Linked DNA regions of Mus musculus: all the other regions are linked to region 1. Evidence: chromatin contacts called from public promoter capture Hi-C data. All regions are on one chromosome and are shown on one strand. The core of a region is the stretch at or near the end of the contact, and the rest is flanking DNA. Distances in the headings are between cores, read along the strand shown.

Region 1 (2,700 bases), core at 47-2,546:
CTCAAAGCACAAGCTTGGTCATAGCAAGGCCTGGCCATAACCTTCAACGGCTCCCTAACACCCTAGCAAACTCCATGGGCTTAGCCAAGCGCCCAAGAACCTTACCTCCATTTCTTTTTCTTCTAGCTCCACAGAGCCTCAGCATCCCACCCTGCCCAGGACCCTGGCCTGTACCAGCCTCTATCTAGAAGGGTTTTTTTCCCCAGCCTGGGCATGATCTTACCCCATGTAGCATCTCCACTTTCAGGAAGCCACCCCAGGTGGCTGTCCCCTCTTCCCACACGTGCCATATCTCCCTCTGCCTCTCTCACAAGACTGGGTTCTCCTTCAGAGCAACCCAAGCCCCAAGTGCCAACTGAGGTGCCCTTGCGGGTCTGACCCTAATCATCTGAGAGAGATGGTAGGCTCTGTGATAAGCAAGTAGAACCCACAAATACTGGTTAAGGGATGTTGGGTGGACTTCCCTCCTAAGTTCCATTGTGGGGAGAGGCCCAGGACAGAGCTAGGCCCTGTGGACTCCTTTTTATCCTGGTCAGGGGTCGGGGGTCTTTGGCCTCTCAAACTTTGCACTGGAGAGACCTCTATGTCTCATTCTCTCTGCCTCCCGGGACAGGGCCTCCTGGAAACCTAGCACTAGGTCCTCTGCCTTCCAGACTGGCTTACCTGCCCGTACTGGGTTTCTAGGTGAGGCCACTGTGGGCCACCCAGGAGACCAGGCTGGGAGACCGGGAGTCAGAAGGGGCTCAACAAGAGGACCCTGGCCTGATCCAGTTGAGGGAGGGGGAGGTGTCCGCATCTCTCTATGGACAGAGACCCCGGTGGCCCCAGGTTGGGGTCCTAACCGCGGAGCGGGTGCCCGGGCACCGAGAAGGAGCCACGCATGCCCCTGCACGCGGTGCCTAGCGCGGCGCGCGGCTCCGGAGGTGAGGGCGCCCCGCCCCGCTCCCCTCTCCAGGCGCTCGGCGGCCGGGGCTAGGGGCTGCGTGGAGAGGGCGCGGGGCGGCCCCTGAGCGGCGGGATGCGGGCTCCCGGCCCGGGAGGGCGCCGAGGCCCCAGGCGCGGCCGGGGCGGCCGGGACCCGGGCGGGAGGGCGCGCGGGGCCGGGGCCCGAGGCCGCGATCGCGCTCCTGCGGGGCCCGGGCGCGCGGGCGGAGCGGCGCGGCGGCGCGCGGGGCCGGGGCGGCGCGGAGCCGGGCGGGGGAGGGGGAGGGGGCGCGGGGAGCCCCCCGCCCCGCGAAGGAGGAGTCTGGCTCCCACTCGCAGCCTCGGCCGCGCGGCGCAGAGGCCCCCGCCCCTGCGCGCCGCCCTCGCGGGAGCCGGGCCCCCGCCGCCCTCCGCGCGCGCTGCTGCTCGCGGCCGCCGAAGAGGAGCCCGGGGCCAGGTAGGACCCGGCCGGGCCGGGAGTGCGAGCGGGGCTGGGCGCGGGCGGCGGGCCGGAGGGGGCGCGGCTGGGACCCTGTCCCCGCACCCGGGGGGCCCCGCGGCGCCCGTAAAGTTACTTTGGCCGCCTCTGCCTTGCCCCGGGCGCGCGGCCCCGGGTCGGCTACCGCCGCTGCGCAGCCAGCGGGGCCGGGGCTGGCGGGAGGGGGCTCGGCCGGGGCCGCGCGGTCAGCGAAACTTTTCCCAGGCTGGTCGACTGCCGCTGACTGCTGTTGGAGTAGCCGGTGGGAGGAGAGGGCTGGTGGGGTGCAAGTGATGATGGGGGTGGTAACAATAGCCACCTCCTGTTGTGGAGAGCCTACTGTGTGCTGCCAGCCTCTGCTGACACTTGGAGGTGAGGGGTGAGAAGGGGACGGATGCTGGTCAAGTGGCTACTTTTGCTGGGTATTGCCGGGAACTTCACTAACACCCATGTGTCGTCCATTCATCCACCCATCTATCAATCCATCATCCTTCCTTCACTCATTCAACACACTTACTGCTCTCTGCTGTGCCCCCTCAGAGGCTTCAGTGACTAATCAGACAGCACCCAGTCCTTCAGGACAGTATTTCATGGAGTGCCCAAGCCGAAAGGTGCCTCTGTGTGTTTATTTTGGGACATGCTACGGGAGAGAGAATTCAAACACAGCCTTCCTGGGTTTAGGCAGGGGCAGAGGAGTGATGTTATGTGAAAGAGACTAGGAGGCCAGTCTTAGGGGTTGGAGACTCCATCCTCTCTTGACCCTCTGGGCCCAGGCTCAGTGGTTCATTGAGGTCAGGACACAGAGCACATTGGACCTGGATGTCCAGCTAGTCTGGCAGGATTGTCTCCTCCTCACTACTGGACTGTCCCCTCTCCTTCAGCATCCTTTCAGAATTGCAGCCCTCCCCCCCCCCACTTCTTCCCCTGAATGGCTGGGAGGAGAACGAACTGTTAACAATTATAAAATTAAACCCGGCGAACAAAAGTGAGGCACCATTGAATGGTTGGGCTCCTTGCCGGTTTATGAATGGTTGTGGCAGACTTGCTAGCAGGGATCAGCTACATTAGGGGGGTGTTGGGGGTGGGGATCAGTCACTAACCATATTAACACCCCAACTAGCCTTGGCCAAAGGAAAATTAAAACAACTTCAGTAGTATTTGGCACATGACTAAAAATGCCTTGGGGGGAGTCTGGACAGGCTTTGGGGTGACTGCTCCATCTCAGCTAGAAGCCAAGGCATTAGGAGACCATCTGGGTAGGGTACCCAGGCAGAGGAGAACACCAGGCTTTGGAGCTG
Region 2 (2,700 bases), core at 112-2,611, 540 kb after region 1:
TTTTCTTTTTTAAAGAGAGTGTCTCATGTACTCTTGAAGTCTAGGCCGGCCTTGAACTTCTGATCCTCCTGCCTCCAGCTTCTGAGAGCTGGATCACACATGTCCTCTCCCATGCCTAGTTTATGAGGTGCCGGGGATTGAACTCGGGGCTTCCTGCATGCTAGACAGACACTCTATCAATTGAGCTCTATTTCCAGCCTCCATCAGGCATTTTGTCATAGGACCAACACAGTCCTTTAAGCAATAACAGCCATCAAAATATGCTCATTGATCCCATTTTGTGCCTGGTGCTATTGTAGGCACTGACTTTTAGTAGTGAGTGGGAAAGATGGGTTCCAACCTGTAGAGCTCCTGGTTTGATGGTGAGACAGCTATCAGGCACCAGCCCATGTCATCAGCTGATCTAGCATGGCTGCACACCGGGTGTGATGGCGCACGCCTTTAATCCCAGCACTCGGGAGGCAGAGGCAGGCAGATTTCTGAGTTCGAGGCTAGCCTGGTCTACAAAGTGAGTTCCAGGACAGCCAGGGCTACACAGAGAAACCCTGTCTCGAAGAAAAGGAAAAAAAAGGATAGTTTTAGCATGGCTGCAAGCCCAAGACCATTGTAAAAGAAAAGGATGTTGTGGAAGACTTCCTATAGGAGGAGGTACCAAAGCTCATGCCAAGAAGGAGTTGTGAGCCATGTGAAGAGTTGAGCAGAGCTTACAAGACATGGGGACAGGCATTGTGACATCAAAGTAAAAGCCTGAGGCACTGGCAGAGAACAGGCAGGTGTTGTGCGGTTTATAGGGAGAGGATGGGAGGGCTGGGGAAGCTGGGGAAAGTAGCTTGTGGGTGCAGAGACTCGGGCTGAGACCTGGAGACTGGCTTTATTTAGGAGCCTTTGGCTGGGTGTAGTGGCTCCTGCCTGTAACTCAGATATGTAAGAGATGGAGGCAGGAGAATCAGGAGTTGAAGGACCACCTCAGCTTGGTGACTTTGAGGTCAGTCTGAGCTACATGAGACTGTCTTGAAGTTAGTCCATCAGCAAGTGAGAAAGCAAGCAAGCTTGGTTGGAGCAAGCAAGCTTGGTTGGAGGGCCGCTCAGAGGGAGGCAGAGGTGCAGGCTGGGCACCATGAGAAAAAGGCAGTGGAGAACACAGTTTGCTGTTGGGGTCCTATCCTTGCTGTTATGTTTCAGACAGTGATTGTCTGGATTGATGGAGAGGCGGGGGCAGGGAGGGAAGTATGAGAGACCCCGTGATGCCATGGAGTCTTGGAAGACTAGGGGCAGGGGTTCTGGCAGTCTTTCAGTGGATTTAGGGTACCTCGCTCATCAGCAACTTAGAGGAGGAAGCTGTCTGCAGCCACCGGGGTGGCAGAGGAAGTGAACAGAAGCCCTGCCTTCCACCTCCGGAACCTGTCTGCGTTGGGAACCTGGTCACCCTCTAAGCTAGTGGGCTCCATTTCCTGATTTGAAAAGAAGCAGCGGGTGAGTGCATCTAATCTTTGGCCTGTGGGGTCCCTGAGCTATTAGAATCTTCTACCTGTTCACATGTCCGGGTAGTGGACCTCAGAGAGGAAGGTGGAGAGGTTCCTTGAATAGAAACCCAGAGGCACATCTCAGCTGGGAGCTCACAGTCAGGGGGATCTGCCAAAGGGGAGCCCCACATCCAGCCACGTTGCTGAGGCCATTGCATCATTTTACTGAGGATCTGTGAGACCCGTCCCCACAGGAAAGCTCTGACTACCTCCCCCACAGCCAGATGAGCAGTTTTCAGACCAGAGCCACTCAGAGCTTTACCGCATGAGAGAAAGCCGAGTTCCCCACCATGAAGAAACTGCTGTTTGGGGCAGGGAAGGAACCCACCTGGGACCGGTCACCAGAGGCAGTTTCAGGTCTATGTGTACTTGGCTGGACACAGGGTCTAGCTTCTCCCTGTAGAGTTGCATCAGAGTCAAAGAGAGAGCGTGCTGGCCTATAGTCACCCAGTCTGAGTAGGAGGAGCTGGCTGGGGCCCAGGCTCCCCACCCCAGCCCAACTCTCTTTTCTCTTGCTCAGTTTGTGGGGTTTGGAACTCATTCCCAGGGGGCTCTGGCCTTTTGCTCCTGGCTTCAGGGTAGGACTCAGTTTCCCAAGGTTCCCAGGCTGTAGCCAGTTTGAGGATGGTGGCTCTCAGCACCGCCCCCCCCCCCCCCCCAGTGCCTCTTCTTCAGCACAACTCTCAGGTTCCTTGTTGTGAATTTCCTTCCAGTTTGACCCCAGACCTCCAGTATCCCAGTGAGCCTGGGAATCCCAGGCTCGTGCAGAGGCTGAACGAGGGACATAAGGGAAGAGTCAAAGGTGGCCATGCGGCAAATGAAACTTCCAGAGGGGAAGTGTGGGCGGAAGAACCAGAAGTAGGTTAGGGAACCAGAAGGGGGCCATTAGCTTCTGAATCTGATCCTTGCTGGGTACGGGCAGGCCTGACAGTGCTCATCACGAAGCTGGCTGTGGGGGATGGGAAGGTGGGGTGGGATGGGACTGCTGGTCTCAGTCTCAGGCCTGACACTGCGCATTGCATTGTGAGGCTGGGGCGGGGGCGGGGAAGACACGACACACTGCTGGTCTCAGGCCCATCACGAGGACGAGGAGGGACTGCTGGTCTTTCACAAGGAGCACGAGCTCTGGGCTTCGTGAGCAAAAGCCCTGACAGACCACACCCCAAGTCTGGGGGTG
Region 3 (2,700 bases), core at 180-2,679, 870 kb after region 1:
CAGTGTAAGAAAGGGTACAAGGATGGAGGTCCAAAGAAAATCAAGCAAAGCCCAGAAACTCCAGATCTGAGCAAGGCTCATCCCATGTAGGAGACAAAACGAAGGCTTTGGATGAAGAGCTAACCGGGTGTGAAGACACACAGGCTGTCAGGTAGACGGAGGTCTGGGGGTTCCCTTGTGGGGCATCTCCTTCCCCATCCCCGGGTTTTAAGCAGTGCAGTGGCAGAGGGTAAGATGGGGCCTAGAATTCAGAAACAGAGCTGGGAGTCCCGCAGGGTTATGAGTTTTCATGCTCTTAGATTCCAGGAATCCGCTCAGTCGAAAGGTGAAGAATCCAGTGTAGCGACCTCCTCAGCCACACAGCCAGCTCAGCCCTTCTGTGCCAGGGCTGGGGAGGGCTGACTGAGGACATGAGGCTCCGCTCAGAGGAGAGCCCAGGCTAATGAAAGTCTTTATCTGGCTCAACTTGGCTCAGCTAAACCCTGACCATCAAGTAGGCATTATAGGCTCTGCAATAAAATAGATAAAGAAGAGGCGGGGTGTGGGGGTGCTATCTGGAAATCAAAGTCAACCTGAACTACATGTGACCCTATCCCAAGAAATCAAAATAGAGTACCCCCGCCCTCTGGTTTTTCCAAGACAGGGTTTCTCTTGTAACCTTGGCTGTCCTGGACAGGCAGATAGAGTTCAAGGCTAGCCTGGTCTACAGAGTGAGTTCCAGGACAGTCAGGGCTACATAGAAAACCCCTGTCTTGAAAAAGGAAAGAAAGAATTCTAGGGTTATGGATATATAACCATCTAAGCCATCACACAGAATCTATAACTTTGTGAGGATCTCAAGCAACCCAAGATAGCTTTGACTCTGCTCTATAACCAAGAAGGACTTTGAACTCCTGGTCGGTGCTGGGACCCTACCTGGTTTTATGCCATGCTGTGGGTGGAACTTGGGGCTTTGTGTGTGCTAGACGAGTATTCTACCAACGGAGCTACAGCCCCAGCCCCAGAATTAAAAAAAAAAAAAAAAATTTTAAGGACAAATGTCTTCAATAGATGCAAAAACGAATAATCCTCAAACAAATTAAAAAAAAAAAAGGGATACCCCACCAACCGGTAAAGAAATTCCAAGAACGTATAGACTAACGTCACAGTAAATCGGAAGCTTTCTCCAGCAGCCCGGCATAAGACATGGATCTCGGCTCTCCCCATTCCCCCCTTGATCCGGAAGCGCTAAACAGCCTGTATGTTGCTCGCGTAGGAAACCTAGAAGCGTTCTACAGAGCCCTGGCTCTGTGGATAAAGCACCGAACGGACCCGTTGAAAGGTCTGGGATGCTGACGGCAGGCTGGCTGCAGGCTCTCCAAGAAGCCAGCCATCTCAGGCCAACTGCGCCTGTGCTGACTCTACATGGAAACCTGAGAGCAGCCGCGGAAGGACAGATTGCTGGCAGGATGCCAGACCACAGCCTTCGTCACTAATCCCACCCTGGGACACAGGATGTGGATGAGTGGGGGGAGGCGGGGCGGGGCGGGGGATGGGGCAGCTGCCTGCCGGGCTTTCTGAGTGTGCATGGAGGAGGGAGCTTAGACTCTTTATCATCAAGTTCTATGTCTTGGGGTGGGGGAGGAAGAGTTGCCGGCCAGAGCTGTTCCCATGGGGATGAAGGAAAGGTGCCCATCCTGGAACCAGGGTCCTGATCTCCTCATCCTCTCAGGCTCTTCTGTGGGGACCCAGGGTGGACACTCACTGGCAGGGCAGCTGAGGACTGCAGGATGACACTTTCCCAGGAACTGTAAATCTGTGAGCCTGCTGTTGAGGGAGACTTTCCCTCAGCTCTCCCTAGCGGACAGAAGCAACCCAACCCCTATGGTAGCAGTTCCCAGGCTATGGGGGGAGGGGAAGTCGCATTGCAGATATCCTGCATAGCAGATATATTCCATTACGGTTCATAGCAGTAGCAACATTACAGTTATGAAAATTTAAGTTAAGCATCAACAAAGCAATCTTAAGGTTGGGGATGACCACAATGTGAAGAACGAAATAGAAAGGCCACGGCGCTAGGAAGGTTGAGAACCACCGCATGGGCTTCCAACATCACAACCTTGATCATAGCAACTGGCAGAATTAGCGTTTAGGCCTCGCTCACCCTGCTCTTCAGCCCTGCCCTTCAAGCTCTTCCGAGCAACTGGGAGTCCTTCTGCATTCCAACCCCAGCTTCCCAGCTGCAAGGCTTCCCTGTGGGCTTGTTACTCAAGTTAAGGTCTGGGCCCTGGCAGCCCCCCCAACAAGCCAAGCTCAGCAAACTGTCCTCGACAAGCCAATTAAAGACAAGCAACACGCAGAGAGGAGAAAATAGGAAGTTTATTCAACATAGCCATGTTGGGAAGGTGAACGCAGAGGCCCAGGGACTGCTTCCTACTCAAGGCCATCTTCTGTGTCCTAACAAGATATTTAGGCTGACATAAAGGGGAAGAAGTGTGCATAGCCAGGCAGTCCTGGTCCAAGCGGGGCCCCGCCTACCATCATTGTCTGCGTCTAGTCTCTTCTGCAAGGTGGTCTGATAAACTATGAGGACCGTGCAGAATCTCTTCCTAGGATGCAAGCTCCTCCTTGGGTCAGCTCTAGGAGTCAGCTTTGTTCTTTTCCCAGTGTGAAACCCCTGGGAATATCAATATCCCAGAATCGTGGGGTGCATTATCTCCA

The links. Promoter capture Hi-C pulls out the DNA fragments that hold promoters and counts their contacts.
Region 2: a promoter capture Hi-C map of embryonic stem cells shows a contact between it and region 1, with 3 times the contacts expected there. The contact joins the promoter of Parvg here to the promoter of Mpped1 in region 1. A contact is called at or near these places in 3 of 39 promoter capture datasets (embryonic stem cells and stem cell-derived epiblast-like cells).
Region 3: a promoter capture Hi-C map of hippocampal neurons shows a contact between it and region 1, with 4 times the contacts expected there. The contact joins the enhancer-like site here to the promoter of Mpped1 in region 1. A contact is called at or near these places in 10 of 39 promoter capture datasets (cranial neural crest, embryonic stem cells, frontonasal cranial neural crest and 5 more), 1 of 484 Hi-C or Micro-C datasets (B cells), 1 of 115 datasets of contacts at active chromatin or transcription factors (embryonic forebrain) and 1 of 9 other capture datasets (macrophages).

What each region holds. Positions count from the first base shown.
Region 1 is chr15:83,778,727-83,781,426 of GRCm38.p6, forward strand. Mpped1 (metallophosphoesterase domain containing 1) reads left to right here and starts at 1,297. Exons shown (of 7, transcript NM_172610.3): 1 at 1,297-1,381.
Region 2 is chr15:84,323,359-84,326,058 of GRCm38.p6, forward strand. It overlaps Parvg (parvin, gamma), which reads left to right and starts at 1,362. Exons shown (of 13, transcript NM_022321.4): 1 at 1,362-1,473.
Region 3 is chr15:84,652,957-84,655,656 of GRCm38.p6, forward strand. No RefSeq gene overlaps it. Among named protein-coding and RNA genes, the nearest start is that of Prr5, 27 kb to the right of the region's middle. Within about 2 kb of position 1,430, at least 223 of the 459 cell types and tissues checked have an H3K27ac peak or open chromatin away from gene starts, as enhancers often do. A contact at or near this core is called in embryonic forebrain, embryonic stem cells, hippocampal neurons and 1 more, where this site is marked.